Regions from separate parts of the Sus scrofa genome. Here region 1 is linked to region 2. Evidence: chromatin contacts called from public Hi-C data. All regions are on one chromosome and are shown on one strand. The core of a region is the stretch at or near the end of the contact, and the rest is flanking DNA. Distances in the headings are between cores, read along the strand shown.

Region 1 (4,546 bases), core at 456-2,955, 33 kb after region 2:
CGCTCCGTGCCAGGACTAGGACACTTCACAGAACTTTCCCAGGTTTCCATTTCCTTATCTGCAGGATAGGGAGATGAGTAGCTATGACGAAACAGTTAGAGGACCAGGGCAAGAGATCGGTGAACAGACTCAAAAGAGGTCCAAAGCATCTGAAAGACCATGTCAGATTCTAGGCTCAGGGTGCTTAAGGAACTTCTTTTCCAGCCAGTGTTGGCCGCGTCGTTCCTACACATGAATGGCTTAGGCAGATTCTGATGGACAGGGGAAGCTGCACTTCATAGTAGGCACCCAGAAATACCAACAATAAATGAAAACTGCCAAGTTTTCTAAAATGTTTCGACTCCCGCTTTTCAAAAAAGGAATAAAATGTAAGTGGTCCCATAGCCAAGAATAAAAGCTACTCTCACTTCTCACTTTGCCAGACTGTGTCTTTCATCTATGGTTATCATTATTTTGAGGGGCTTGGGGAGCAGATGGAGATGGTGCGTCAGAGCTAAAGGGCCCCTTTTGGGTACTCCCACCATTTTCAAACCTTCTGAAAAAACCAGCCGCTTGTCCCTCTATGTTGGACCATCTTTTGGGCTGCACGTTTTTAACACCACAAAACCACAGGATACGCCTACTGGTAAGAGGAAAACCCTCTCCTCTCTCCTTAATTATCTTTCTTTGCAGAACTGGAGTCCTGACTCACAGCCATTGTTTCTTCTCTTAATTTTGACAGATCCTTCCTCTTCCCTTTCCCCATTCCTGAGACACCTCCTCCCATGGGAATGTCTGCCTTGAAATGGGGACTAAAGGTGCCTGGTGAGAAGGGGGTGAGGTGTGAGTCGTTTGTAGCCCCAGAGAGACCCTCTCTTGCCTAAGAACCACATGCAGGCACTTAAGGGTCTGTGCCTTAAAACAAACAAAAACAGACAAACCAAGAAAACGCTTGAACTCTCAAAATTCCTTGCATCAAGGCAATTTCCGCCCTATTCTATCCCGTTTCCTCCCAACTGAAACACGGCCGATTCAATATGACCAGTCTTGAAGAAAGATGGGCAAAGAATGAATGAAGTCAAGACACAACTTTCACGGTCTCCACTCCCAGTTTTTAAGCGATCCTGATTCTTTTCTCTTCTGCATCCATCCTCCAACCCATCCTCACCACTGCCCGCTAAAGACTTGCACATTATTCCCTCTCCATATCGTTCTTAGAAAAGTGGTAACCGTTTACTTAGAAAGGTACTTTCAGTTTCCCAAAATTGCAGAGCACTGTGGCATTTATAGTGCTTGGTTGCATCCTCCTCGTCCACTCTGCAGAAGACAAGAGTTGAGATTTCTCTGAGATTTCTGTCCCAGCTGACATGTGGCCTGGACTAGAGTCAGTGCCAGAGCCAAGGCGACAGACCCGGCGGTGCGCGCGCAGTCTGGGGCGCTGGCGCCCGGGAGCCGCAGCTATGGGGCTCTCACCTCGGAAAGTCAAGCTGGCGACCGGGTCGCTGCGCCGGTCCTTCTTCACACTGGGGAGGTTGCTGGCCCTCACCAGCTGGCAACTCAGCATGGTTCGGCCTGCCCCCACCGAGCAAGCGCCCGGCTCCGCGGCAGCCGCGCCAAAGGGGAGCTGTCGCCTCCGCTGCGCCTCCGCAGAGAAGTCCCAACGCCTGGGAGAGGCCGCAGAGAGGACACCGGACACCCGCTGGGCGGACCCTCCCCTCCGGCCCCTGCCGGGATCCGCCCTGCCCGTGGCGGGCGGGGCGAGGCAGGGGTCAGGCGGGCGCCGGCGGGGGCGCTGGTCCCCCCTCCGTGGGTCCCCGCCCCCGCCGGGAATGGAAGTGCGGCTGACGCGGGGCGCGCCGCTCCGGGACACCGCGCCAGCCTGCCTACTCACGGGAGCCCCCAGCGTCCCGGCTCGCGCCCGAGCCCCGAGCGCACCAGCGCCGACTTCGCAACCGCTGCTCTCCTGTCCGCTGTGCCCAGGCCAGCGTGCTGCGGACGCCTGGAGACTGTGTGCGAAGGCAGGAGGAGGGGGAGACCCGGCTGCCGAGACCAGAGTGTGTCCGCGGGAAATTGCAAGCGTTTGAGCGCTGAAGGAGGAGCAGGCGGAGAGTGCGCTGCGCTCTGAGCCCCCAGCCCCTGCGCTGCTTACCTCGGCCTGCCATGCCAGCCCCTTGCTCGCCTTCAGTGCCCAGGTGGCCCTAGAGTCTCTGGCGTTTGAGCCCTCGCGAAGCGCCTCAGAGCCTTTTCAAATTCACTTGCGTGCCCTGGAGCATCGGTGCCCTGCTACATCCCAACACCAATCTCTAGGTCCCCTCGCCCCCGCTAAGGGCGGGAGATTTCTTATAGCCGTTAACACCTGTTCCGTGTTCCGTCCGATTCCTCTTCAGCTGATGAAGTCCACTCGGGTCCAAGATGACTGTAGAGCTATACCCTGCATGTCCCCAGAGCCCACCAGGTCTCTGGCACATACTGGGGCCTGGTACTCAGTGAGGTTTCCTCCCAAGAGGGCTTGTATTAGAAATGAAGATCACAGAGTTCCCAGTTGGGGCTCAATGGTTAACGAATTCAGCTAGGAACTATGAGGTTTCAGGTTCGATTCCTGGCCTTGCTCAGTGGGTTAAGGATCCAGCGTTGCCGTGAACTGTGGTGTAGGTCACAGACGCGGCGCTGGAATCCGGCCCACGTTGCTGTGGCTCTGGCGCGGGCCAGAGGCTAGTAGCTTGGATTAGACCCCTAGCCTGGGAATGTCCATATGCCGCAGCAGCGGCCATAGAAAAGACATTAAAAATAAATTCTTAAAAAAAAAAAGGAGTGAAGATCACTTTAAGACTGTTTATTATTAAAGTCTTTTTGAGATAGGATCTCACTCACTTGCAGCCTAAATCATCCTTACTGACACCCACGACTGTGGTACCATCTATGTGCCCACAGTACCGAGACTTTTCCACCACTACCGTCTCCTGCCTTGGCTGCCTGGTCCATTAGCCACACTGGAGCCAGGTGATCTTAAAACAAATATAATCAGGCCCTCCTCCCCCTTAAAATCCCTCCAAGGCCTCCATGCCCTCTGGATAAAGCCTTTCCTCCCTTTCCTCTGCATAGGAGAAGATAAAGCCACTCAGCCCCTGACTCTCTGAGCTCCAGCTTCAGTGGCTTCTCAATTTCTGGAACATGCTGAGTTCCCTACAAACTCAGAGCACTCTGTCACCTCCCTGCACCTACCTTCCCCTCTCTTTTAAAGGGCCTCCCCCACATCCTTCAGTCCCTCACTTCCCTCCTAGTCTAGGATGGGTCCCCTGGCAAAGAACTGCACGTCAGCACTTTCCCTTCTTTGTAGGCTTCCCAATTGCAAGCAATATCTACTTGTGTAATTATTACTGCCTTGATTTCTGGCTAGATGGTGGAGTCGGTGGATAAGGGGAGAGGCCAAGTCTGTCTCAGGCAGCCAGGGATTCCCAATGCAGGGTATGGGCTGGCCTGGGATTGCTCTGAGGGACCTTGTACTTGACCCCCCAGCCTCCCTTCCAGCCGGTGATGAGGCTAAGCCTGTGGTTCTCAAAGGGATAGTGCTGCCCCCTAGGGGTTATTTTGAGTATGATTATTTGGGATATATATTGTTTTACCATCACAGGGGTTCCTGGCTTTGCACCTTTCCCCTGGCACACAACATCCTGGCCCCTTGTCCTGTTCTAATCAGTCAGAGGTGGCACAAGAAGTCTTTAGGGGCATATCTAACATTTCCAGAGGAATGTTCAAGGGACTTTTACAAATACTTGGTTGTATCCAAGGAACAGGGTCTCCACACACCAGCTCTGTAAACCAGAACAACAGCAGCTGGTGGCCTGAGCGCTTCCTGAGGCTTCTTTCTCATCCTGGCTTCCTACTTCCCAACCTGGCTGCCCTTCATGTCTCCCTGATCAAACGGCTGACTGGTCCCTTGGAGATGTCATACTGGAGCCTGTTGTTCAAAGGCACTTCCTCCCCAGTGGGACTTGTATCAGGGATGCAGCGCTTGTGGACAATGTGTTGAGATCCTAACATGTTTTCCCTCCCCCCACAAAAGGTGTCCTCCCCTCCTTCCATAGAAATGTTCCAAAGAGTTTTAATGGACGCATGGCCACCCCCATAGGTTGACTACATTTCCCAGAACTCCCTCAGTTTCTTGGCTAGTTGTGGCCAAGAAACCAAGTGATGACCAAAACTACATGACCAGAAGGGCTATATGTAACCACCTGCAGTGAACTGCCCAAGCTGCCTTGAAAACATATCCCAAGTCATCATACCCCAAATTCCCCCTAGGGGGCAGCACTATCCTCTTTGAGAACCACTGGCTCAGCCTCATCATGGGCTGGAAGGGAGGCTGGAGAGTCAAGTACATTGTCCACCACACCAACCATGTTGTCAAAAGGACCACGGGGGATAGCAAAGCAACAAGACAGAAAGATCCAGGGTCCTGGACAGCCCTGTGGGTCAGAAGTTTACCAGCCAAGGCTGCTTACTCATCCATCACTATACGGCTGAGAGACCATCGTGCTCACATCATGGTTAAATAGGGCTCCCAAACCAA
Region 2 (4,420 bases), core at 1,313-3,812:
CACAATATTGTGAATGTGCTCAATGCCACTGAACTGCACATTTTAAAAAGTTAAATGAGGGAGTTCCCGTGTGGCTCATCAGAAGCAAGTCTGACCAGTATCCATGAGGATGCAGGTTCAATCCCTGGCCTTGCTCAGTGGATCCAGCGTTACCTTGACCTGTGGTGTAGGTCTCAGATGCGGCTAGGATCTGGGGTTGCTGTGGCTGTGGTGTAGGCTGGCAGCTGTAGCTCCAATTCGACCTCTAGCCTGGGAACCTCCTTATGCCACAGGTGCAGCCCTAAAAAGACAAAAAAAAAAAAAAAAGTTAAATGGGTGATCCCCCTGTGCACAGCAGGTTAAAGGTCTGGCGTTGCCACAGTTGCAGCTCAGATTCAATCCCTGGCCCAGGAACTTCCATATGCCACGGGTGTGGCCATAAAAAACTAAAAATAAAATGGTTAAATGGTTAAGTTTTGTTATGTATGTTTTACTGTGATAAAAATAAATCAATAAATAAATCAGCTGCTATAAATAAATAAATAAATATAAATAAATAAACAAATACAGCTAGGAATCATTTTTTTTTTTTTTTTTTTTTGGTCTTTTTTGCCATGTCTGGGGCCACTCCCTCAACATATGGAGTTTCCCAGGCTAGGGGTCTAATCGGAGCTGTAGCTGCCAGCCTATGCCACAGCCACGGCAACACAGGATCCCAGTCATGTCTGCGACCTACATCACAGTTCACAGCAACGCCGGATCCTTAACCCACTGAGCAAGGCCAGGGATCAAACCCACAACTTCAAGGTTTGTTAACCACTGAGCCATGACGGGAACTCCTAGGAATCACATTTTGTAGCATTTGGACTTGTCCGCAGAATAGAGCAGGCTTGTCCATAAGCTGCTAAACCAGGCCCTCCTGAGTGTCTCCATCCCAGAGCCAGCAAGGGAAAGACCCCTGTCACCCGTATGTTGACTGAAATGTCCTTGCAACCCCAGCAATGTCAAAAACAACCCAGACTGTAGGTGTAGAATGCCCACACTGTAAGCAGATAAGGTAAGGGATCCCCAGAGAAAGAAAACCAGGCATGTCTTTCTTTTTTTTTTTTTTTTTTTTTTTGTCTTTTTAGGGCTGCACCTGCAGCATATGGAGGTTCCCAGGCTAGGGGTTGAATGTGAGCTGTAGCTGCCAGCCTACGCCACAGCCACAACGTGAGATCCAAGCTGCATCTGCAGCCTACACCACAGCCTTCGGCAAAGCCGGATCCTTAACCCACTGATAGGGGCCAGGGATTGAACCCGCATCCTCGTGGATACTAGTTGGGTTCATTACCACTGAGTCACAACAGGAACTCCCAGGTATGGCTTTCTTCACATGAGAAGCCATTTTTGTCCTAAATCATTTTGTGATCTAAGCCTGGCCACAATGCTGGTCCCTGAACAGGTCTTAGTAACAAAGGTCTTAAGAGAATAAAAGGACAACTTATTAGGCAAGAGAAGTAACAATAGCAAAGATAGCAGATCAGTCGTGAAGAGTCTCAGTTCTATTTCAATGGTAAAGACTAGCCTAAAGCCCTGTCTTGAGCTGTTTTGCAAAACTGAAGTCCCCCCTCAGACGCTCAACCACCAGATCCACTGGAATCTAAGGAATGATGCCCCTCAAGCTTTTGATCTACTAAAGCTTGGACTCTGCCTACTGCCCAAGCCCTTTCATGAATACGCAAGTACCCTTAGCTTAAAATGTCCTCAATTTTGCCGATTTTGCCATTCCGGGAGACACTAATTTGGGAAAGACCCTCAGTGCTCTCCTCACTTGCTGTAATAATAAATCCTTCCGCTCCCGATCTTTGACTTTGTTGTGGTTTTTGGCTCAATATCCACCAAGAGGCAAAGCCAGTTTCTGGGTAACAATGGGACATTGAGAAACTGAGGCAGCAGAGCAGTGGGACTTGCTTGAGCAGGTAGAGATGGTGGACTCTGCCCCGGAACTTGTGAAAAGAAAATCAAAATAGAGTCAGTATCGATAAGAGAGCTCTCTAAAATGGAACTGGGAGGTCAGGAATGAAATGTGACTTAGACACATCTGGGCTTGGATGGAATCTGACCTTCTGACTTAATGAAGTCATTCAGAAACCTCCCAGAAACTCAAATGATTTATAGGACCCTTACCCTAAAAGAACTCATGGGAGTCTACCCTAAAACCACTTGTGATTCCTTAAGGACAAATACTTTGAGTCGATCACACTTCTCACCAGGTAACTTTTACCCATCTCCTGGCTTTTTGCTTTATAAGCCCTCTTTCTCTCAACAGTTACCCGATTTGTGTCTCCTGAATCACAACTCTTAAGATCCCAAATAAACGCTTTTCTTATTTGCAGCCTCCTGCATTGTTTTTTGGTTGAAAAACTCAGTCCCCAGATTCCTCGTGGCAACTCCAGGCAATTTTGAGGCTTCAAGAGCTGGGGCTGCAGGAGGCAGGGGGGTCAGGGGAGCAGAGGACGGCAGGCCTGGCGGTGCAGACAACTAGGTGGCCAGTCCAGGCTCTGCTTTGGACCCGGAAGGCTGTGGCCAGACCACAGAGGGTCAGGGCGCACAGAGTAAAACCCAGCCTCGGCCACCCGCATCCGCAGGCTGCCCGCCCAGCCCTCTGCCCAGAGAATTCCCGGAACCGGGGCGGGAACAATGGGAGGAAATGCAGGAGGAAATGCCGGCCCCACCCCTGCCAGCCCAGGCACCTCCGGGCGAGTGGCCGAGCGACCGTGGCCAGCAAGACTGCTTGTCATTTCCTCCCTTAAACGTCTTGCTGAACCAAGAAATACCCCTACTTCCCAGACTGCGTTGGGGTCAGTCCCTTCACAGCCCCTACTCCGCTGGCAGGAAAGACCAGAGGCAGGCTGCCTGTCCCTGAGCCTAAAAAGCAGGCTGTGAGCTCAAGTTCAAGTCCCACCCAGAGAGGCAGAGCGTCCCTTGAATGTGCAGCCCCGCCCAACTGTGGGGGAGGGGATGGGGAAGGGGAAAGGAAGGAAGGGGAACTGGTCTGAGGCCGCTCTTCATTCATTCATTTCACGGAGGATGGAGAGGACTGGTGTTATTCAGGGGGAAAAGACCTGAGGGAGGGGGGCTCTCAGACCCTTGAGGAGATCCGCCCCATCCTGAGATCAAGGCTGAGACACAGACCCTGGGGACCAGGGGCCTTCTGGACATCAGGGATGCTCCACACTGCATGGGTACCCATCAGTGGCAGCTGGGATTCAAGGGTCTTGCACCAGGTGCCTCCCAGCCAGCTCTGAAAGTATGTGTAGCTTGGCCAGCAGGAAGGAAACCACATGCCCTGCCCCTGCAGCCTACGGATAGAAAAACACTGTCCAGCCTTCCCAGACCTGGTCATCCCTCTTGGCTGTGCTGTGTTCTGAAGCTACTGGAATGTGGGGGGCAGTAGAAGTGTGGGGCCGAAGGAGCGGCTGTCATCCCAATGGGCCGAAAGCAAAATCGGGAATTAGCCTGGGGGAGGGAAGGAAAGGTCAAAGCAGTGTCTGTGTTGACAGGGCACATGTATTTCCTCATGGAAAAAGAGCTTGTTCCCAAGTTCGCCTTCCAATTGGTAGGTTACTGTATTATCAGAAGTGGGAGGTGGTGACCTCCAAATCTGAGCCTTAAGTGGGAAGGAGTGAATTAAGGTGGCCAAGTAAGTTGATTTTAACAAAGCACAAAGAAAGCTAAACATCTTTTTTCTTTTTAGGGCTATACCTGTGGCATATGGAAGTTCCTGGACTAGGGGTCAAATCGGAGCTGCAGCTGCTACCCCAAGCCACAGTCACAGTAATATCAGATCTGAGCCACATCTGCCATCTACGCCACAGCTTGTGGCAATGCTGGATCCTTAACCCACTGAGCAAGGTCAGGGATCAAACTGCGTCCTCACAGACACTGAGTTGGGTTCTTAACCTACTGATCCACAATTAGGCCAGGGATCGAACTGCATCCTCACAGACACTGTGTTTGGTTCTTAACCCACTGATCCACAACAGGAATTCCAGTCATTTAAACAATTTTATTTTAAAACTTCAGGCCATTTTACATCATTGTAACAATAAAACACAGGAGGTAACCCAAATGGCCAATATAGAAGAGGGGTAAGTTAAGTATAGACATACAATGGAACACTATACTGCTATTAAAAATAGTGGGAAGGTACACCATAGATTTATAATATATGTGCCAATTTTCAAAGTAATGAAATAAGATATCATGAGTCTTAAAACTGCAACAAAAAAAAAGAAGATTTATAATATATGGAAAATCTTCCAGATACATTAAGTAAAGAAACAAAGTTTTTAAAAAACAAAGTTTTTTTAAAATAACTCTTTTTAATAAGAGTCAGATAGCGTAATTGTGGTTTCCAGAGGCTGGGGTAGGGGGAGTGGATAATGGGCAGTTATTG

What was found. Hi-C and Micro-C count contacts between places; a contact is called where the count stands out from the background.
Region 1: a contact with region 2 is called in a Hi-C map of skeletal muscle, with 4 times the contacts expected there. A contact is called at or near these places in 17 of 47 Hi-C or Micro-C datasets (alveolar macrophages, embryonic fibroblasts, epiblast stem cells and 11 more) and 1 of 2 datasets of targeted methods (skeletal muscle).

The regions. Positions count from the first base shown.
Region 1 is chr3:71,235,953-71,240,498 of Sscrofa11.1, forward strand. It overlaps DYSF (dysferlin), which reads right to left and starts at 1,706. Exons shown (of 57, transcript XM_013996042.2): 1 at 1,453-1,706. The coding sequence starts at 1,543.
Region 2 is chr3:71,202,204-71,206,623 of Sscrofa11.1, forward strand. All of the region lies in intron 3 of DYSF (dysferlin), which reads right to left. Among named protein-coding and RNA genes, the nearest start is that of DYSF, 33 kb to the right of the region's middle.